Linked DNA regions of Mus musculus: regions 1, 2, 3, 4, 5 and 7 are each linked to region 6. Evidence: chromatin contacts called from public Hi-C, HiCAR-type and HiChIP or PLAC-seq data. All regions are on one chromosome and are shown on one strand. The core of a region is the stretch at or near the end of the contact, and the rest is flanking DNA. Distances in the headings are between cores, read along the strand shown.

Evidence for each region. A called contact is a pair of places that touch in the nucleus more often than the background predicts. HiCAR-type assays count read pairs that join an accessible place to other places. HiChIP or PLAC-seq counts read pairs in DNA pulled down with a chosen protein or histone mark.
Region 1: a contact with region 6 is called in an H3K27ac HiChIP or PLAC-seq map of extraembryonic endoderm stem cells. The contact joins the enhancer-like site here to the promoter of Ttll11 in region 6. A contact is called at or near these places in 2 of 39 promoter capture datasets (hippocampal neurons and neural stem cells), 2 of 484 Hi-C or Micro-C datasets (bone marrow-derived macrophages and cerebral cortex) and 13 of 115 datasets of contacts at active chromatin or transcription factors (the SCID.adh cell line, astrocytes, bone marrow-derived macrophages and 10 more).
Region 2: a contact with region 6 is called in an H3K4me3 HiChIP or PLAC-seq map of bone marrow-derived macrophages, with 6 times the contacts expected there. The contact joins the enhancer-like site here to the promoter of Ttll11 in region 6. A contact is called at or near these places in 5 of 39 promoter capture datasets (the C10 cell line, cranial neural crest, liver and 2 more), 1 of 15 datasets of contacts at CTCF or cohesin (the NIH/3T3 cell line), 19 of 115 datasets of contacts at active chromatin or transcription factors (the 230-238 cell line, acute myeloid leukemia, bone marrow-derived macrophages and 12 more) and 3 of 9 other capture datasets (adipose tissue, liver and pancreatic islet).
Region 3: a HiCAR-type map of embryonic stem cells shows a contact between it and region 6, with 4 times the contacts expected there. The contact joins the promoter of Dab2ip here to the promoter of Ttll11 in region 6. A contact is called at or near these places in 5 of 39 promoter capture datasets (HPC-7-derived erythroid cells, hematopoietic stem and progenitor cells, hippocampal neurons and 2 more) and 9 of 115 datasets of contacts at active chromatin or transcription factors (the SCID.adh cell line, bone marrow-derived macrophages, embryonic basal ganglia and 4 more).
Region 4: an H3K4me3 HiChIP or PLAC-seq map of embryonic basal ganglia shows a contact between it and region 6, with 5 times the contacts expected there. The contact joins the enhancer-like site here to the promoter of Ttll11 in region 6. A contact is called at or near these places in 16 of 39 promoter capture datasets (the 3T3-L1 cell line, 3T3-L1-derived adipocytes, the C10 cell line and 9 more), 2 of 15 datasets of contacts at CTCF or cohesin (large pre-B cells and pro-B cells), 4 of 484 Hi-C or Micro-C datasets (bone marrow-derived macrophages, cortical neurons and nephron progenitors), 20 of 115 datasets of contacts at active chromatin or transcription factors (the 230-238 cell line, the SCID.adh cell line, astrocytes and 13 more) and 4 of 9 other capture datasets (adipose tissue, embryonic stem cells, liver and 1 more).
Region 5: an H3K27ac HiChIP or PLAC-seq map of epiblast stem cells shows a contact between it and region 6, with 2.8 times the contacts expected there. The contact joins the enhancer-like site here to the promoter of Ttll11 in region 6. A contact is called at or near these places in 1 of 484 Hi-C or Micro-C datasets (embryonic stem cells) and 3 of 115 datasets of contacts at active chromatin or transcription factors (bone marrow-derived macrophages, effector CD8 T cells and epiblast stem cells).
Region 7: a contact with region 6 is called in a Hi-C map of the N1E-115 cell line, with 4 times the contacts expected there. The contact joins the enhancer-like site here to the promoter of Ttll11 in region 6. A contact is called at or near these places in 5 of 39 promoter capture datasets (3T3-L1-derived adipocytes, the C10 cell line, HPC-7-derived erythroid cells and 2 more), 1 of 15 datasets of contacts at CTCF or cohesin (large pre-B cells), 3 of 484 Hi-C or Micro-C datasets (the N1E-115 cell line, embryonic stem cells and neutrophils) and 11 of 115 datasets of contacts at active chromatin or transcription factors (the 230-238 cell line, bone marrow-derived macrophages, effector CD8 T cells and 7 more).

The regions. Positions count from the first base shown.
Region 1 is chr2:35,594,367-35,597,205 of GRCm38.p6, reverse strand. It overlaps a transcript of Dab2ip not described here. Among named protein-coding and RNA genes, the nearest start is that of Dab2ip, 26 kb to the left of the region's middle. Within about 2 kb of position 1,290, at least 26 of the 459 cell types and tissues checked have an H3K27ac peak or open chromatin away from gene starts, as enhancers often do. A contact at or near this core is called in extraembryonic endoderm stem cells, where this site is marked.
Region 2 is chr2:36,243,470-36,246,169 of GRCm38.p6, reverse strand. Ptgs1 (prostaglandin-endoperoxide synthase 1) reads right to left here. Exons shown (of 11, transcript NM_008969.4): 9 at 840-1,126. Among named protein-coding and RNA genes, the nearest start is that of Ptgs1, 14 kb to the right of the region's middle. Within about 2 kb of position 1,274, at least 56 of the 459 cell types and tissues checked have an H3K27ac peak or open chromatin away from gene starts, as enhancers often do. A contact at or near this core is called in the NIH/3T3 cell line, bone marrow-derived macrophages, liver and 1 more, where this site is marked.
Region 3 is chr2:35,620,592-35,623,291 of GRCm38.p6, reverse strand. Dab2ip (disabled 2 interacting protein) reads right to left here and starts at 1,311. Exons shown (of 16, transcript NM_001114124.2): 1 at 1,009-1,311. The coding sequence starts at 1,132.
Region 4 is chr2:35,543,275-35,546,168 of GRCm38.p6, reverse strand. No RefSeq gene overlaps it. Among named protein-coding and RNA genes, the nearest start is that of Gm13446, 14 kb to the left of the region's middle. Within about 2 kb of position 1,263, at least 44 of the 459 cell types and tissues checked have an H3K27ac peak or open chromatin away from gene starts, as enhancers often do. A contact at or near this core is called in cortical neurons, embryonic basal ganglia, embryonic limb bud and 1 more, where this site is marked.
Region 5 is chr2:35,679,149-35,681,848 of GRCm38.p6, reverse strand. The region is part of intron 3 of Dab2ip (disabled 2 interacting protein); the gene reads right to left. Among named protein-coding and RNA genes, the nearest start is that of Dab2ip, 59 kb to the right of the region's middle. Within about 2 kb of position 1,393, at least 195 of the 459 cell types and tissues checked have an H3K27ac peak or open chromatin away from gene starts, as enhancers often do. A contact at or near this core is called in bone marrow-derived macrophages, embryonic stem cells and epiblast stem cells, where this site is marked.
Region 6 is chr2:35,978,437-35,981,136 of GRCm38.p6, reverse strand. It overlaps Ttll11 (tubulin tyrosine ligase-like family, member 11), which reads left to right and starts at 1,317. Exons shown (of 10, transcript NM_029774.3): 1 at 1,317-1,965. The coding sequence starts at 1,513.
Region 7 is chr2:35,650,002-35,652,701 of GRCm38.p6, reverse strand. All of the region lies in intron 2 of Dab2ip (disabled 2 interacting protein), which reads right to left. Among named protein-coding and RNA genes, the nearest start is that of Dab2ip, 29 kb to the right of the region's middle. Within about 2 kb of position 1,276, at least 5 of the 459 cell types and tissues checked have an H3K27ac peak or open chromatin away from gene starts, as enhancers often do. A contact at or near this core is called in the N1E-115 cell line, where this site is marked.

The DNA.
Region 1 (2,839 bases), core at 41-2,540, 380 kb after region 6:
ATGGTGCTGCGGGTGGGGAAGGGTGGCCAGCGTTTGCTACCTGGTCTGTTAGGTCTCCTAGGGGGCAGAGGTGACCAGGCAGAGAGTGACAGCCAGGCCTCCAGCTGGGCAGGGTAGGAGGGAGGGGAGTCTGGCCCAGGATCCAGCAACTTCCTCTAGCAGCTGGCCCAAGAAGCCAAAATAGGAGCCTGCCATCTGAGCAGAAGGGTCTGGAAGGCTGCGACGAAGGGTGGGCGGGAAGGACCTTTAGTTTTTGTTCAAAACAATGACCAGCCAAAGGATTTGGTGTCTACAATATTTGACTGTGCTAAATTTGGCACACAGGGTGGGGCAGGCACAGTACATAGAGCCCTGCTAACTTTGATTTCACATTCTGGTCCCCTGTTTAGCTCCTTCTAGCTGCACTCCTACACAACAGGGACCTGTCATGGGAGAAAATCAAGTTACTTCAAACCCACAAAGGTTTAGAGGTCAATAAGATAACCATCCATTATCCTATTAGGACTTCACACCTAAGCCAGAAAAGGCTCAGTTTAAAATCAAGGAATTTAATCACTATTTCAGAAACCAAGGATGAATTACCAGAGCTCATAAAGTCATGACCAAGACCACCATGCCACAGGCTACCCAAATGTAAAGACGGGTCAATTCTTAGCAAACCCTTGCTAAGAAAAAGAGAAAGGGGAAACAAACAAACTAACAACAACAACAAAAATGCCTCAGTTTCTTGCAAAAGCGTGGCCTTGTGTGATCCAGCAGGAAAGTCTGTAGATCTGAGCCACAATAGCATCAGCATTTAGTAGACACTCAGTGGACACAAGCTGGCGGTGTCATCCCAGACAGCACCTCTGTCCTGTCACAGCCTGAGGACTCAGAGGTACCCCTGGCCTCCTCAGAATGGCAGGGCCACTCCTTTGGGAAGCCATCCACCATCAGTTAGCACTGAGGGTCATTTCTCTCTCTTTACAAACAGAGCCCACTGTATAAGCCCTGATGGGATAAAGCTCACTACACAAACTGAGCTGGGCTTGAACTTGCAGTGATCCTCCTGCCTCTGCCTCCCAAGTGCCAGGAATATGGGCACGCACCATCCTGCCAGGCAGATTATTTCCTGAATCTGGAGAAAGACAGGATTTGGTCAGTGGGCTTCCGGGCACCGATGGTTAGACTCAGAATCGGTCTACATTATTTAGTTTTGACTCAACTGTTTTCAGCCCTTACAAGCACGTCCCCACCCCCTGGTGCTGGGGGTGGAGTTCAGGTCTCTGGCACGCTGTTAGTAAACACCTTTCCCCACTGAGCTGCATTCCTGAGCCTGCTTAAAAGCACTTGTAAGATAGCACAGTTCAGACAGGACTCAGCTAGATGCACCCACAACCAAAAACAAAACAAAACAAAACAAAAGGCCTCTGCCAGAGCAGCAAGTGCTCTTAACTACTAAGCCATTGCTCCAACTCCAGATCTAATCACTATTCTGAATGTGTTTCTGGGCCTCCTGTATTTGTCCCCTTCCTGCTAGGTTTGGTACCTTCCCTCCCCAGCTTAATGGAGAAACAGAGCTGGGAGAAGGTGAAAGCAAGATGAGAGAGGCAGTGAGGCAGTGAAGCAGTGAGGCAGGCAGGCAGGCAGGCAGGCAGGCAGGCAGACAGACAGACAGACAGACAGACAGACAGGTGGACGCTGACAAGTCTGGCCAGCTGATCTGAGGGAGGCTTTGGTCTCTAGTGGCAGAAGGCCCTCGTGGACCCCCATGCAAGCACTGAGTTGGACAGCTGAACTGAGTAGTGTCTCAGGGCAACAAAGATTCCCAAGTTCCCAGGGGTCTCTGTGGGTTCAGGAATATCAGTCCAGAAGCTGAATAGACACATACTCAGGTGACTGGGCATGGTGCCAACTTCAGTTGAGAGTCACACAGAGCCAGAGAAACTGCCCCTCCCCAAGCACTGAAGATTACAGGGGCCCTACATCAGGAAACCCAAAGGACTCTTCTGTGCTACAAAAAGGATCCACTTCCTCATGAAAAAAGTAGAGGTGTCCAGCTGGGCATAGTGGCCAACTCCATTAATCCCAGCCCTCAGAAAGCAGAGGCAGGAAGATCTCTGTGCGTTCAAGGCCAGCCTAGTTTACAGAGTGAGTTCCAGAACAGCCACGGCTCTGTAGAGGGACCCTGTCTAAAAAGCAAAAGCAAACAAAAGGGTAGGTATTCCAATGCCATGTCATGCCCAGGCCACAGCCCATGAACAGTCTCTAAGCCACATAAGGGAGGATGCTCTCTGTGAGAAGGAACAGGACCTGTGGGCCTGGGAGCTCCTTTTCCTCAGTGAGCAAGACAGGGAGAAAGAAGAAGACCTCTACAGGAGTCCTTCATGGGACCTTGAGAGGACAGAGTGAGGAGTTTCCACCCCAGCTCTGCCTCCCACATCCGTAACAGCAGTGAAAGCAGGGGTATTCGCTGGGGACAGACTGGAGGGGAACTGCACCCTCCGGCCCTGGCAGAGCTCTCCACTGGCATCAAGCCCTGCACAGCCCCTGTGGAGTCAGATGTACTGGTCAGCCCTCCCCTTCCAAGGAACTGCCATGCCTCCAGCCACAGGTCCAAGGCCAGCGTGTGGGTCTGCCCAGGAACTGAGGTCAGGTTCCCTCCGGAAAGATGCTTTCCTTAAGGCTCTCCTCCCAGGCCTCCTGGGAGACAGATGGAGAGGGCCAAGGCCAGGGTCAGGCCAGAGCCAGTGCCCAGCAGGGATGATCCTGAAGCCCATGGGAGATGACAAGCTGCCTTTCACTCATTGCCCACAGGTGACCTGCCCAGGTCTGCGTAAGAGAGCGCTGTGCAGCCCAC
Region 2 (2,700 bases), core at 25-2,524, 270 kb before region 6:
TACAACAGGATCATCCCCTAAAACCAACCTCACTGCTCTCCATGGGAAACGCCTGCCCATCTTTACCATCACCCTAACTCAACCCTGGCTCATAGAATTGACAGGACACCATGGCTTTCTATGCTATGGTCCTCAACATGTCCTTAGAATTCTGAGGACATTAGAAAGCACTTTTCATGTTCCCTTATACACAACAAGTCCTCAAATGATGCTAGCTGTCACAGGACTGTTTCTCTTCTGTGTGATGAATGTCAAAGGGACAGGGTCCACGAACCACATCCATCGTCATCACCATATATATCCTGGGCATCTGGTGTGATGCCTGTGCTATGGTTTGAACCTGAAATGTATTCCATAAGTTTCTATTTTAGCTCCTCAAATGGTGGCACTACTGGAGATGCTGGAACCTTTAGAAGATGAGGCCAAGCTGAAGTAAGTGGACCACTAGAAAGCAGCCTTTGAGGGTTACAGCTCAGCCCCTGGTTCCCAACTTGTTGTCTCCTGCTCTGCTGTAATGTGAACAACCTCTGCCTTGAGCTCCTGCTGCCACAACAGATTGGGCCACTCTGCCATGGCCTCCTCACTGTGACAGATTGTAATGCCCCTGAAACTATAAGCCAAACCCTTCCTCCTTTGAGTGGTTTCTGTCCTTGTAACATGAAAGTAACTAATAAAACCTGGCACTGTCACCTAAATTAGAGAATTCACACAGGGATGTTTACAACCACCTGTAGAAGTAACAGAGTGTTCATTCCACAGATGAAGAAACTGGGGAGTTTGAACCAAGTCTGTTGTATCCCAGAGCCCACCCCTGATGCCTCTGTTTCTCTCAAGCTTACCCGGCCAGCCCTCTGGCGAGAGAAGGCATCCACCAGTGCCTCAACCCCATAGTCCACCAGCATAGAAGTGTTAAATAAAAACTGCTCGTAGCTGTACTCTTGTGAGCCCACTTGGAAGGAGTTGGGCATGAGTGGATGCCAGTGATAGAGATGGTTAAATTCCATGGCGATGCGGTTTCGATATTGGAACTGGGCTCGGAACAGCAGCTCCGGGTCAAACTTGAGCTGCAGGAAATAGCCACTCAAGTGCTGCACATACTCCTCAATGACAATTTTGATGGTTTCTCCTACAAGGGGAAGATAAGAAACAAGGTCAGCAGAGCTCAATGCATGGGAAATGAACATCTCGTGAAAAGTGCTTGCTCTCCTCTCCTTGCTGATGCTGGAGTTCATTTACTCCCCTTGGTCACTTCTGCTTTGTGTCCTTGTAAGGGGATGTGAAAACAGAACTGTCTCCGACTTGACTGAGAGACCCAGACAAGGGTACTGCTGCTCCATAGGCAGGCCTTAGACCCAGGAAAAGAGTCATTCAAGAACTGGTTTCCATGAGCTAGAGAGAGAGAGACGGCTAAGAGGTTAAGAGCACAGGTTGCTCTTCCCAGGGACCCAGGTTCAATTCCCAGCACCCACATGGTGGCTCACAACCATCTGTAACTCCAGTTCAAATGGATCTGGTGCCTTCTTCTGACCTCCAAGGACACCAGCCAGGCACATGACACACAGATATACATGAAGGCCAAAATACCAAAATATCTAAAATAAATTAAAAGATAAAAAAAGAATCATTTTCCCAACCCTGATGTAGCCTCCCTCCTACAGACCATGACAAGGGTCTGGAGAAGCCAAGCCTGTAAACCCAGAACTGGGGGGCATAAGAGGTGCTGAGGCAAGAGGGTTTCAGCATTGATGCCAGAATGGTCTAAATGAAAAGACTTAGTCTCAAAAAAAAATTTTAAGCTGAGAAACTCTGAAAGATACAAAAGCACAACATTGTATTAGTGAGGAATGTCATTTCTCTGAAGCTCTCAGTGAGGGACGAGGGCTTCAGAGAGCCCATCTGACAGCTGCTGCTGCTGCAGCAGCCAAAGAAAGCCCCACACAGCTAGGGAGCCCAGCCCTAAGCATTTGTTTAAGTGTAATACATTTCTGGTGTGCTGATATATATGTCAGAATCTCATGGGCAGGGGGTTCCCTTTAATCCCTTAGGCAGCAGCTATACACAAAGCAAACAGCCAAGAAAGATTACTTACGTTTGAACATTCCAGAACAATATAAAAACTGGCCAGCTGGATCGTTAGAGGAAGCTGTTATCTGGACCAATCAGCCAACAGATAAACTGGCTTTTTAGTAAACTGACCTGGAGCCACAGGACTTGCGGTTAGCAGAACTGGGCTCCAATCCTAGCTTCTCGGTATGTAGGCATCTGAGCTTGAGTCAATTGAGCTTGAGTTATTTGTCCTACTAAAGCTCACTTTCCTCGACTGTAAACTGTAGGCACTATTAATCGCTATGCGATTTCCATATGATCATGTATCCGGTCATGTGAGAAGGGGACAACAGAGGCATTTGTGCTGTTGACATAGGACTGGCAACCTCAGCCGTGTCAACATGGGTCGGCTGAAGTCCTAAGTCTGATTAACAGTGTCTTCACATTGCAGCCTGCTGGGCTGCTTTACCCACAGGCCTGGCCTCTCTGGTAAAGGTCTGGGCTATACAGACTTCCGAAGAATCAGCCTGTCCTTCCTCTGGCTACTCTTATCCCCAGTGACCAACTCTTCTAGAAGCCGGTGAATTAGCCTCTATAATTGGAACCAGCCATGCCCACTTGTACCCAGAGGTAGTGACTCAGACAAGGAGAGCC
Region 3 (2,700 bases), core at 62-2,561, 360 kb after region 6:
AATCCTCAAACTAAGTTTACAAACCTGTGGGCAGAGTCAGACAGCTTAAACTTGAACTCTGTGCACAGGGAACTCAGTACTTCCTAAATAAACCCTGTACATTGTTACTTGGCTCTACCGCTGGGGCCGGAACGTCTTCTCCATTCTGGGGGGAAGTAAACTAAAGCCTGCCTGCTTCACTGACCCAAACCTAAAAAATAAACAAGGGGCCACTCTCACACCTCTCCAGGCAGGCTTGGCACATTCTGCCTGTGGTGAGGCTGGGCCGGGGCCAGGCTTCCCATGCCCCAGATAACCTTAGGATGTAAACTAAGGCAGCTTCTGCATCACAGACACCTTCAGTGGGCCTAAGCCACCGAAGCATTATGGCCTTACACAACCCAGGCCTGGCAGAGTCTCTGTGTGGAGCCCCTGACCCTACTTACTTACCAGCCCAGCACAAGTCAGCATGAAACGTTAGGGCCTCTCTAGCTGAAGATCTTATTACTGGCTCGAAGAAAGGCTTGCATTTCTCCCTCCCCATTTTGAAAGAAGTACCCTTCCAAGGACCACTCAGAGTGGCTCCAGGCCCCTACAAACCTGGCTCTCCCCACAGGAAGCCCACTCAGCTCTCCATCCAAAAGATGAGGAAGCAAGACAGGACTGGAAGCACGCTAAGCTTGAGTAGCAGACAGTGGAGGCAAGTCAGGATCCACTTCGACTACTTTACTACGGCCTGCGCGCTGAGTAAACTGATGCACAGTGGAATGGGATTCGGAACTCAGAAGTACGGAGGAACTGCATATCAGACCGACCCCTTTCTCTTTGGTCCTGATATAATGGGAAACATTAGGGACCCCGCTTTCCCCCAAGAGGAAGGACCCTACAGAAGCTGGGGCAATGGGGATGGGACAGTCACGGTAGCTCCAGATAAGGAGCCATCACCCATTGACACAGGAGCCTCAAAAGCATCCGTTGGTGGTGCGGGGTTGCGAGGGACTAAGGGTCTGGGGTCAGGGTGGCGCCTACCCCTGGCTGGCCGGGTCCGGCTGCGGGAGCGGCTCCTCTGTCGCTGCAGCCGGGGCCGCCGCAGCAGCCGGTAGTAGTAGGATGGCCTCCCGGTGCTCTTCCTGGCGTTGCCGCCGGCGGACATGCTGCCGCCCGCCGGGCACCGGGCCAGGCCTGGGCGCTCACACGGGCCCCATCGGCCGCTCCGGACCGCCCGGCGGGCGCCCCGCACTCTCTCCCGCGCTCTGGTGCAGCAGCAGGCAAGACCAAGGCTGCCCTACAAAGTAGCTCCAACTCCTCCTCCTCCGCCGCCTCCCCCGCCCCGCCCTGAGCAGCCGGCCCCTCGGCGGGGGCCCGGGACCGGGAGGCTGGGCTGGCACCCGCCCGGAAAGTCAGTGCGGGCAAAATCCTGGCCTGGAGTCGTCCGGGCGACGCGGCCCGAGAGTGCCCCTGTCCCGTCCGAAGAACCCCAATAACAGCATATACCCAACAGCCATGTCTAAACTCCATATCCAACTTGGGGTGCCTGGAGCACCCTATCCCGCCACAGGTGCAGTGGTGCATGTATATATGCATACACACCAAGGCTAGGCACCTGAAATTAGAGTCTGAGGAAGGGGGTGACTGGACTGAAACATGGCCAGACCAGAGCGCCCCACAAAGCTTTGCACCTACCCCTCAGTCAGGTCGGAGTTCTGCCTGTCTCTGTTGCCTAAGATACTTAGCTACTCTTTACAGAAGGCAGTCTCCATCTGATAAAAATATGACTTTCATACCATTAAAATTATTGTGTGCATTTCAAGCGCACATAGAATACAAGGCACACCTGTGCAACCAGAGGGCTTTGCTAAGCCACTTTGCCCCATCCCCCACATAAACCACCAGAGGTGCCTGAATTTTCCCTCCCCTCTGACATTTTTAGTAGCATTAGTGAGTTTCTGAAGGTAGTAAGATCTCTACCCTACAGTGGGAGTAGAAACTGAGGCTTGGGAAAGGAATGACCACCTGCCTCTACTACCACAAGCTGAAAGACTTTCTCCAAGTCATTCTGCAGTTCCAGAAACTTCCATGGCTCCCCCGATCATAATAGCTACAAACCCAACCATCTCTCTTTGGTATTTGAAGCAACAGAAATCTTGCAAAAATCAAATCACTGGCAGCCTCACGCCAACCACCCATCCCCCCCTCAACCCTACTTGCTGCTGGCTCTCATCTCTGTCCTTCTCTTAAAATGGCCAGCAATCTGCCTGCCTCCTTTTCCCCTCCTCTTAGGTCTACCCTCCTGGTCCTAGGTAACCTCCATTTCTCTCCCCTCTCCCCAAAGCAACATTCAGACCACACCACCTACCAGTTCAAGTCAGATGGGGAAACTGAGGCCCTAAAAGATGTGTGCTCAAGTGTGTGTGTGTGTGTGTGTGTGAGAGAGAGAGAGAGAGAGAGAGAGAGAGAGAGAGAGAGAGACTTGCCTCGATCACACAAAAAGTACAAGGGCATATGGTCTTGGCCAACGGTTGTTGCATGAACTCTTATGGGAAATGGGACAGGCTAGACACTGGAGGAACTTACGGCAATCTCGAGTGGGGTAGGGTAGCCTAGGTAACAATCCAGGCCAGGTTTTTCTCCTCACAGGGGAAGCCCCCTTCCTGGCTCCTCAGTCTAGGAGGGAGGGCCTCCAGGTCAGTGGAGAGGATGGGGGTGCTGGATCACAGCTGG
Region 4 (2,894 bases), core at 14-2,513, 430 kb after region 6:
GAGGGCTTCCTGGAAGAAAGGTGGTATAAACAGAAACTGACGGAGTTTACACTCATCCCCTAGGAACAGAGGGGGTTGCCCAGGCTGGGGGAGCAAAATGAACTCGGGACAGGAAGAATGGCTGCAGCATGTCATTTGAGGAACTGACAAGGAGCAACAGGGAATGAATTACCTCACAGGATCCTAGGAGTCACCAAGCCCTTGATGGCAGGTGGGTGATGGAGTCCACCCTGAGATAGATAGACCGTGGAGACGCAGGTGGGGAAAAGATACAAAGTCGGGTGACAGAATGCAGGGACATTTTCTGGAAGCTATCACCAGTGAGTCAGGAGGACATGCGGGGTCTGGAGGACAGTAGCGTGTGACAAAAAGAGACCAGGCTGATGGGGACCTATCTCATGTGGTTGACTTCAATCTGGTCCAGCTAGAGCTGTGTGCCAGGGGCCCTGGCAGTACCTTTATCATGTCTTCTCGTTTCCCTAAAGGACCCCTCCCCCCACCGGCCTACCCCCCCCCAGTCCTCCAGCTCCCACCCCCAGCCCCCCCAGTCTCCCCCCACCCCCGCGCCCCCCATTCCAACCACAGCCGCCAGTGACTGCTCTCCAGCCTTCTTACACAGTGCAGGGACATGTGAGTGCCTGCTGGGTGCCCCAGGTCCTGGCACAGGAGAGAGGAGATGATCCAGGCAGACAGGCTCTGGGTTCCCATGGGGCCCTGCCCTACATATGGCCCGAATCAAGTGTAGTGTTGGGAAGGGAAGGAGCTGGAGAGAATTCTAGAAGGACGCAGTATTTATGCTACAGGAAGTGAAAGAGCGTTTGCAAGAATGGAAACAATGAGGACAGTGACAGGCAGAAGGGAAGAAAGGGGTCCGAGGGGGTGGAGCATGGGCTGATTGCCAGAAGCGCATTGGAACTTGACTGAGGGTGGTAGGGAGCTGTGGAAGGCCCTGAGCAGACACCACTCGCTCAGAGACTGAGGTCAGTGCAGAGAGCCATGACCAACCACCTCACCACAGACCCCCTTCTCTTACAGCTAACTCCCGTGACAGGTGAGACGGGCCACGACAAATCGGGCTCCTGCTGGACTTTAAACTCTATACCTCTAGAGCAGATCCTGAAGGCCATACAGGCTTGACCAGGGTATCCAGGCTGGTCATGGGGAGATGTGAAGCCATTCGACTCACAGCAGCGGGAGCTACCCACGGGGACGGCTGACTTACTGAGTCTGTACTCCAGATACCACCTATTGAGGTTGCCGGCAGAATGCTGAGGAAATAAATCTGTTCACTAAGACATCCCACCCCTTCCCTGCCAAGGTCCGGGGCTGGAAGCAGCCGGCAGACTAGCAGCGCCACCGTGTGGCAGATGTGGGCCAGCACAACAAGGCGGTTCCACTGGGAGCCAGGAATAACGTTTGTTTGTTTGTTTGTTTGTTTGTTTGTTTGTTTGTTTGGATGGCTGTCCCAACCAGGAACATGCTCTAAGCCCTGGGCTCCATTCTCAGCCCTCTTTTCACTTTCCTTTTCCTTTTTATTGAAAAAAAATTTGAGACAAAGTTTCCTTAATTTGCCTAGGCTAGATTTGAACTCACTCTGTAGCAAGGCCAGCCTTGAACTCAAAATCCCCCTGTTTCAGCCTTTGGAGTAGCTGGGGTTTCAGGCCTGTGCCACCAGGCCTAGCTAAGGACACTTGATTATATACAGCCTTTCATGATGTATTTTCAATTTACTTCTACAACAACATCATTGGTCTGTTGGAGATTGCCAATTACTAGGTAATACATATCTAATGAAAATGTGTAAATGACATGGATTCTATATGTGACAAAAATAGACAGGTTTTTTTTTCAGAATTATCACCTCTTATCCTGCCAAGTTAAACATGGATTGCACTTTGTCAAGTAAGCTTCAGCACTTTTTCTACAGAATGTGGGGTGTGTGTGTGTGTGTGTGTGTGTGTGTGAGAGAGAGAGATGTGGTATGTGCATGTGTATAGTGTGTGTGTATGTGTGCACATGGTATAATGTGGTATGTGTGTGTGTGGTTGGTGTGGTATGTGTTTGTGTGGGGGGGTGTACGATGTGGTACATGTGTATGTGTGCTTGTTATGATGTGGTGTGTATGTGTGTGTGCGTGTGGTACGATGTGGTACTCATGTGTGTGTGTGTTTGTTATGATGTGGTGTGTGTGTGTGTGTGTGTGTGTGTGTGTGTGTGATATGACATAGTATGCATGCATGTGTGTGAGGTGTGATGTGGTGTGTGCATGTGTATAGTGTGTGTAGTGTGTGTGCACATGGTATAATGTGGTATGTGTGTGTGTGGTATGATGTGGTGTGTTGTGTGTGTGTGTGTGTGTGTGTGGTACGATGTGGTACTCATGTGTGTGTGTGTGTGTGGTATGATTGATGTAGTATGCATGTGTGTGTGTGGTATGATGTAGTATGCATGTGTGTGTGTATATATATACACAAATAAGACCATATCATGCATGACTTATATTCTGAATTTTGTTTTTCTCTTTGCTAACAGTGGAGCAGAAACTAAAAAATATTTTACATATGTAGACATGTGTGAATCATGTTGAATAGAATGTTGTGTGCTTACTGTCTAATTAACGTAAATTTAAAAAATGTATGTGTGGGTCAGGCAGTGCCATACACCTTTAATCCCAGCACTTTAATCCTCTGTCTCTGTGAGACAGAGGCAGGCAGATCTCTGAGTTTGAGGCTATCCTGGTCTTCAGAGTGGCAAGACAAAAATCCTGTCTCAGAAAAAAAAAAAAAAAAAGTATGTGTTTGGGTGTGTGGTATGCAGGCAGGTGTGTGTGTGTGTGTGTGTGTGTGTGTGTGTGTGTGTGTGTGTTCCCATATGTGGGAGTGTTTATCTATAGG
Region 5 (2,700 bases), core at 144-2,643, 300 kb after region 6:
TACAGGCATTTGGGAGTAGTAGACCCTTCAAGGCCATACAGGGGCAGTGGTGGGGTGCTCTCCATTCTCCTCCTGCTTCCGCACACTGAGGATGAAAACCTGGCTGTAGGGGTTCCACCAATGTATTAGTCAGGGTTCTCTGCAGTCACAGAACTTATGGGTAGTCTCTATATAGTAAGGGAATTTGTTGATGACTTATAGTCTGTAGTCTGATGCCTTGAGGGTCAGCTGCCTCTGACTCTAGCCCTAAGGCTTCGCATACACTATAGGAATAATTAGTTTCTTAAGCCTGGAGGACAGTCTGAAGGACCAGGCACCAGGTGATCTTCTGTAAATCAAACACAGATTACAGAAAGTGTGACAACCAATGGAGAAAGACAAAAGGGAAAGTTATGCCTACAGGCCCGGACAGGCCTTAGCCAGGCCAGAGGTGATCTAGGCTCTGAGAAGCAGGAACCTACAATGGAAGGTGGAGAGCACGGGGCACAAGGTCCCTGAGAAGGCTCTCCTTAGCAGCACAGGAAGGGCCTGCCCTGCCCTGTTGGCAGGTGCTAACAGCAGCAAGGTCACATGTGTGGACAGTATCATCCCACAGCTGTGTAGCTGCACCACTGCCTAAGAGCAAGATACAGGTATCACCAGGGAGTCTCTTAAGCCACTTTTCTTCTCTGGGCCCTTGTCTGGCCAAAGGGGCATTTATGTAGTAAGGCTGGGGAAGTACCCAGGGGGCAGTGAACATGGCTAGAAGCTCTCAGGGTGGCACTGCACACCACTGGGACCAAGCCAGCTCACAGCCGGGCAAGCACAGTCTACTAAATAAACGGTAGCGGGTTCCGTTGTTTCTGCCCTGCCCCTCTACGAGAAGGCCTGGCCTGGTGCCGTCTAGCCTCCTGGACTCCAGCCAACCATACCATAAAGGATTCTTACTGGAGGGCAGGCTGTATTTGGTCAACATTCATGTTTTGTTTAACCACACAGTATATGACATTTTTAAATTTTGAATCAATTGCCAACATTTAAAGATGCGAAATTTTCAAATGTCACAAAAACCAAGTTTAGAACTTTCTCTTCCATGCCCAAAGTTCTGCCACCAAAGCCCAGCAGCCATCTCTGACCCCAGAAGGACACAACCCTACAAACTGTTGAAATTGTCACCACAGCTGTGAAGCGCCTCAGCTAGGGTTCCTATGTCACATGGGCAAAGCAGGGCCCACAACATACCAACCCTCTCCTAGGGTCACAGTGGGTTCTGACACACAGCAAAGACCTGCCAATGTGTGTGGATAAAGACTAAAACGGCAGATAAATAAGGTCAGCCCCAGCTTTACCCGCCCAGGATATCCTGATTGCAACACTGCTTCCTTGCAAAGCCCTGCCCCCAGCCAGTACAAACTGATTCACTTCGATCCTAGGCCCCTCCCACAGGTGGGTACTCTGACAGCAGGACATATGAGTTGGTAACGTTCAGCCTGTGTGTAGGTCTCTGAGATCATTCACTGTATGACCTTTGTTTAAAGGCTAGGCCTTTGGAGTGTCCAGGCAAGGTTAGCAGTGATCCTGGCATCTCTGCAACTCTGGCCAAGCCAAACAAAGATCCCCAGGACTTCTGTCAAGCTGAAAAAGAGAATTCAACAGCAAGAACTCACAAAGGCAAGGTTTCCACCGATGCTGCTTGCAGGACGCCTGCCCTGCTTTGAAGCTGGTAACCAATTCTTCCCTCTTTCTTTCCACTAAATGAAGCTCCACGGGGTTTTCAAGGTCAGAGCTGCATTGGCAGAGGCGGTTCTCTTTGTTCTTCTACCTCAGACTTGCCCCAAACACAGACAATTGTCCCCAACAACCAATTCCTGCTGGGTGGAGACAAGGACCAGGCAGGTGCTTCCTGTGGCCCCAGGAGTCCTGCTCTCCTGGATACGGATTCTCTGTGGGCCTGGCTTCCTGAAACTCCATCTCAGCATGTAGTTTTGGGAAGAAACAGCTGCGAGTCCCCAGAGTATACCCTCAACCCAGGGAGAGGTCAAGGCTCAGGATGGGCTTGGTTCCTTGCTGGTGGCTGCGGGTGTCACCTCAAAGCCACTCTCCTCTCTATTTCAGTCTCCTTACTTGGAAAACAAGAAAATAAATATCCAATTGGAGAGATTCAACCTCCTAATGAGATCCAGAGGAGCCGTGGGAAGCATGAAGTGCCCTGCCAGAGTTATTATCCCAGCACCTGGCACGGTACACGGCGTGCAGTAGGTGCTCAATGGGTATGCAATAGGTGCTCAATGAATGTGTGTATTTGGCACTTGGGCTGTCTATGAGAGGTCTGCCCTTCAGGAGCTACAGAGACAATGGTCATGGGCAAGGATTTGGGTCTAACAACCTCTACCTCTGGCCTAGTTCAGCAGTGGCCAGGCCCACATGAAGGCTTCACTTGCACATCTGTGTCATCAGTGCCAGGGACCTAGAGATGCTGCAGGACTCTATGTGTCGTGCTCTCTTGGACACTCAGTAGTTCTTACCCATGGTTAAGAGAACAGCCTACCCAACCCAGCCGAGAGGAGATGCCAGCCAGTCCTCAATAGGCTGTGTCCACCAGAGGACTTAAGAGCTGTGAGGCTGGCAGTTCTTTTGTACTAGCCTCAGGACCTTAGATAAGTACAGCAAGCCCTCTACACCCTTTACCCAGCACTGAAGCAAGCTTGCCTCTTAGACTTC
Region 6 (2,700 bases), core at 68-2,567:
CACGGCCACTGGTCAGTCCAGGCTGCTGTTACGACTTTCTAACCCCATTTTCTGAAACTTTCAAGTTAACCCAAATGTGGCTCCCTCAGGCAGGAGAGGACCCTCTTCTAGATCAACTCTACATTTTTATGCCTACCTTAGTTGGGTATAGGAGTTCATCACTCAGGAGGCAGAGGCAGGCAGAACTTTGTGAGTTTGATACCAAGTGGTCTATATAGTGAGTTTCAGGACAGCCAGGCCTGCTAAAGAGACCATCTTAACAACAACAAAGTATGGCAGCCATGAAAAACTGAAAGGAGGGGCTCAAAGAAATACTTGTACATGAATGTTAATGGCACTATTAGTCACAAGAGTCAAGGGATTAAAATAACCAAAAAGTCCGCAGAAAGGTCTATGGAAGAATAATTGTGCACGCACACATAGAATATTTGTAAGCTTTATGATGGAGTAAAATTCTGACACCCACTATGATGAAAAACAAAAACAAAAACCTTGTGAAGCCAAATAAGATAAAAACAAGAGGTACCCCAGTAGTTAGATTCAAGGGGGAAATAGACTTGTGGTGACCAGGGCTGTGGGGTGGGAATCCCAGGAGTTAGTTTATGGGTATGCTTTCAATATGAAAAGTTCTGAAGATGAATGGTAGAGATGGTTTGCACCACAGTATGAATGCACTGAATGCCACTGAAGAGTGAATTAAAAATAGATTAAATGAGGGCTGGAGATGAAGGCTCATCTGCCATTCATTTCCTGGAACCACGCAGCAGGTCACATCAGGGAATCTGATGCTCTCTTCTGGCCTCCTTCTCCACCAGGAACATGCATAGTACACATACATACATGTAGGCAAAATTATACACACCACACACATAATAAATTTAAAAATAATTAGTACGTTTTGTTATATGTTTTTATTGTAATAAAAAGTGTTGCCCTCTACAAGTCTAGGAATCTGAAGGGCTTCTCCATCTCATGGGAGAGACCTGAAAACCGACAAAGGTGGCCTCCAGCCTCAGTCTGAGGCTCACAGAAAAGGAGTCGATGAATGTAGTAGGACTGGGGAAACTAAGTCTCGTGTTTGAGGAAGATGCCGCTCTTCCCAAGTCCTTCCCTTTCCAAGCTCGGGAGCGAGACAGGAGCGCAACCTCTTTTACCCTCAGCCCCACTATAAATCATTCCTAGCCAGTCCCTGAGTGCTCAGAAACTCTGCATGTGTGACAAGCTGCCCTCTTCCAAGATGGCTATCGCCACCTCTGTGACAGGCCTGGTCACGTGGACGCGCTCGCTTGTGAGGTCGCCGGGCCCGGCAGGCGATTGTCCCTTGCGGGGCCCCGTCCCGAGGCGGCGACTATCCCTGTCAACCGGGGCCTGAGAGATCATGGCAACGGGCTCGGGCGGGGAGCGCGTGGCGGCGGCGGCGGCGGCGACGGCGGCGGCAGTTTGGTCGCGGGCCGGGACGGCGGAGCAGCGGCGGCGGCGGTGGCTGTGGCGCCGGCACCGGCCCTGAGCGTCATGCGGCGCAGCAGCCCGGAGAAGAAGCCGGAGGCTGAGTGGGAGGCGGACGCGGCGGCGGCGGCGGCGGCGACAGCAGCGGCGACCGAGTCGCTACCGGCGGAGACTGAGAAGCAGCAGGGCGTGGACGCTGGCGCGGCCGGGGATCCAGAGCGCCTGGAGCTGGAGGAGCAGCCCAAGGACGTGGGCCGGATCCCGACCCCGACGCGACGCCACGCGCCCGAGGAAGGAGAGGCCCGCGTCGTCCGGCGGCTGCCACCAGCGCTGCCCCTGGCCCAGCCGAGGCCGGCGGCGCGGGCCCTGAGCCAGCTCGTGAAGGCACGGGGCCGGAGCCGGAGCCGGGTCTACCGGCGGAGCGCAGGCTCGATGCGGCCGGTCACCGTGGACAGCTCCAAGGCCCGCACCTCCCTGGACGCGCTCAAGATCAGTCTTCGCCAGCTCAGGTGGAAGGAGGTGAGGCCCGCCGGCCCGGCGCGTGGGCACAGGGGGGTCGTCCCGAGGCCTGGCCCCCGGAGCCACTTCCCAGGTCAGGTCAGCCCGTCTCTGCTCTGCTCCCCTACAGCTTTTCTTATGTCTGCAGCCCTGGCCTCGTCAAGCTGTAGATCCTGGTTTATCCGTCCTGTCTTCTCCTCTGTTGGCCCCGGGGCCAGGGGCCACCTTTCACTTTCTGCATTTCAGTGATATTTAAAGTTTAGTAAACTTTCATGCTTAGAGTGCCACTCTTGGGCCAGGTTTGTGCTCGCCAGCGCCTCACTACACTCTTCAACTTAGCTGTGCGACCTTGAGCAAGCTACTTTTCTTCTTTTGGTCCCGTTTACCTCGGTAAAGGGAAGCCGGTTCGTTCCGGTTTGGAGCATAGTGCCTAGTGCTTGCACAAGGTTTCAGCAAATGACAACCTACTTTCATCACGATCTTTTACCACCACCACCATCACCACCACCGCAGACACTGATTGGGGGATGTAGCAGGTGACAGTAAGTGGGGGTGAAAGCATGTGTGAGCAGATGAATCACCCTTGAATTCATTTCAGACCTTTTAAGGGACGGGGTGGGACAAAAGCACCAACGAATCCGAGAGGTTTCTATTTTCATTGGCTGAGTAAATAAAGCCAGCTGACTTTATTTACAGCATAGAAACCATTGGTCCACTAAAGATTCCGTGCGCAGAGAGCATGAGGGCTCAGGCTCT
Region 7 (2,700 bases), core at 27-2,526, 330 kb after region 6:
AAGAAGAAGCAGTGTTGAGTTCAGCCTGTGTACACACTCCACAACGCAACCATGAGGCCCTGAACCTTAGCCATTCTGTGACTTGGTTTCCTCATTCCTGCAATGAAAGCTGTTCTAGAAGCTAGCAAACCTCTAAACCCTCTATTTCTTGGGCACACTCCCCCACCATACCAGTGGAAATTCATTTGCTGTGATAACAAATGAAAGAGACCTTTTGAGAGCAGTGGCTAACCCAAAGATGGTCAGATAATCCTAGCCTCCCAGACACGCAACAGTCTGGGCTAGCCCTGGAGCAAGGCCGGGAGAAGTGCTAACCAATGGGGAACATCCCAGGGGATCTCTGACTTGAGCGGCAAGAAAGCCAAACTGCAAGGGCAGCAGCACCCGGAGTCCCAGGGGCAGCAGGCAGCGTGGCTACATGCCTTTCCACTAGGAAAACAGACGCACTTGGAGATGGCACCACGGGCAATTGTCCTCCCACAATCTGGCAGTTGCAGGTTGCCCTGGGAGTCGTGGCCTCAGAAGGATCAGAGGCAGAAACAAAGTCTGGGCAAGAGCTGATGTTCTTCTGGGGCTCCTAGGAGCTGGTGGGCCAGCTAGACCTTCATCTCAGAGTTGGTAGTCACAGTGGCCACAGACGTAGATTTGAAGAGGTAGCTGCTCCCCACTTCATCCCCATCTAATTAATTTGCTCCCTGTTGCCCCCCTCAACTCCCCTTCACTCCACCAGCCCCTAGCAGGTGCCCGCAGCAGGAGCTGAGGATTCCAAGGAATCAGATGCCAGTCCTGCCCTTGAGAAGGTCATGATCAGCTGGTGGAAGGGAGGCACGTAGTGAATCGTTAGTGACAGAGCGGAAGAGAGGAAGGACATGAGGACACATCCTGGAGCTGGGAAGAGAATGTCTGCCCAGGAAGACCAAAGCAAGGGATGGAAAGGTGGCAAAAAGATCAACCAGTCCGAAGTCAGAGGCTGAGGCAGTCCTTCCAGGCCCTGGATGCCCGGATGCCAGGCTGGAGAGAGAAATGGAGCCACCTGCTCCCACTAGAGGCCATCTGAGGCACTAGGGCGGGGGAGGGGTGTGGCTTCTCTAAGATGTTCTCTAAGCAATCCACAGGCAGTTATTCATCGAGACGTTAGACTTGTGTACGAAACAGATGTCAGTATCTGCCACCTCCACAGAAGGCCTCCTGGCTTCAGAAACAATCCCTGCCCAAGAACTCACATGTAATTACATCTGTAATCCAACCCCAGTGCCATGTGATCACTTTGTATTCACAGCAGGAAAATGTGAGGGAATGAGGGGTGGAGGGTGATGTGGTTCAGTGGTACAGTGCTTGCCCAGCCTACACACAGTCTTAAGCTTGATTCCCAGCACGGTATAAGCCAGGCATGATGGTGTATGCCTGTCCTCTTAGCACTTAAGAGGGGAGGCAGAAGACCAGGAGCCCAAGGTCTGGTCAGTGAACCTAGACACCAGTGAACTCTAGGCTAATAGTGAGAGAGCCTGTGTCTCAGGGAGAGGAAGTGAGGGGAGAGAGGGAGAGAGAGGGAGAGAAGCTGAGAAGGGACCTCAAAGTCAACACACATGTGCACACAAACAAACACTAATGGATACACACATGTGCACACACACAAACAAACACTAATGGATACACACATGTGCACACACACAAACACTAATGGATACACACATGTGCACACAGACAAATACTAACATATACACACTTGTGCACACACACAAACACTAATGGATACACACATGTGCACACACACACAAACACATACACACAGAGAGCAAGAAAGTGGAAACAGGAAGGCGGCATCTGAACCTTACCTCTGTCCAGGCTCCTGATCCAGGAAGGGGATAGGGCCTGCAGGACCACAGGTTGGGTACAAAGAAATAACCTCTCAGGCACTGTGTTGAGCAAGGGAAAGCGGGAGAGGGGAGCATGGATTCCGATGTCAGCTCTGGCCCTTACTGTGTGACCCAGCACAGTGTGCCCCCTCTCTGAGTCTATCATTCCTCATCCATAAGGAGGGGACTAAAAAATGATACTGGCTAGCACAGACTGGCCACAGGCAAGCCATTAAGGTCCATGACTCCTTCCACATCCAAGTGCTGGAGGAAGGAGCTTCAGCGGGCCCTTCCACTCTGCTCAATGTAGTCATCTTAGAAAGCAAAGTGTGTGTGGCCTGGAACTGTAAGGAGGAAATGAACACCACTGCAGTCTGCCTCATGGACCTGCCAAGAACAGGTTTATGATCCTCTACCATGTCACCACAGTCAGTATAGTCAGCCATGCTGAGCTTGGAACCCCGTGCAGAGAACCTGACCCACCATCTGCCTCACCTGGAATGCCCCCCTATTCCCTCCCAAAGTGGTGGAGAAGCTAACAAGGGGCCCAAGGAACCTCTAGGCAATTCAGTATGGCAGGGTCTAACCATTTAGTAGGCCCAGCCTGGTGACTTCAGGGCCCTAACCCTACTTGTCAGCTCACACACTAGCCTTTCACCCTGAGCCTCTCCTGATACAAGCCTGCTGTGGCCCCAAACCTTGGTCCTCCAATGACCCCAAGGGCCACAGTAGAGATCCAGCTCTCTGAAGAAATCGGGCCAAGCCAGCTCAGCCAGCCCCAACTGTCATTGGTCAACCGGATGTTCCCTGACCAGTGTTACTGTCACCACAGATCATCCTGCAG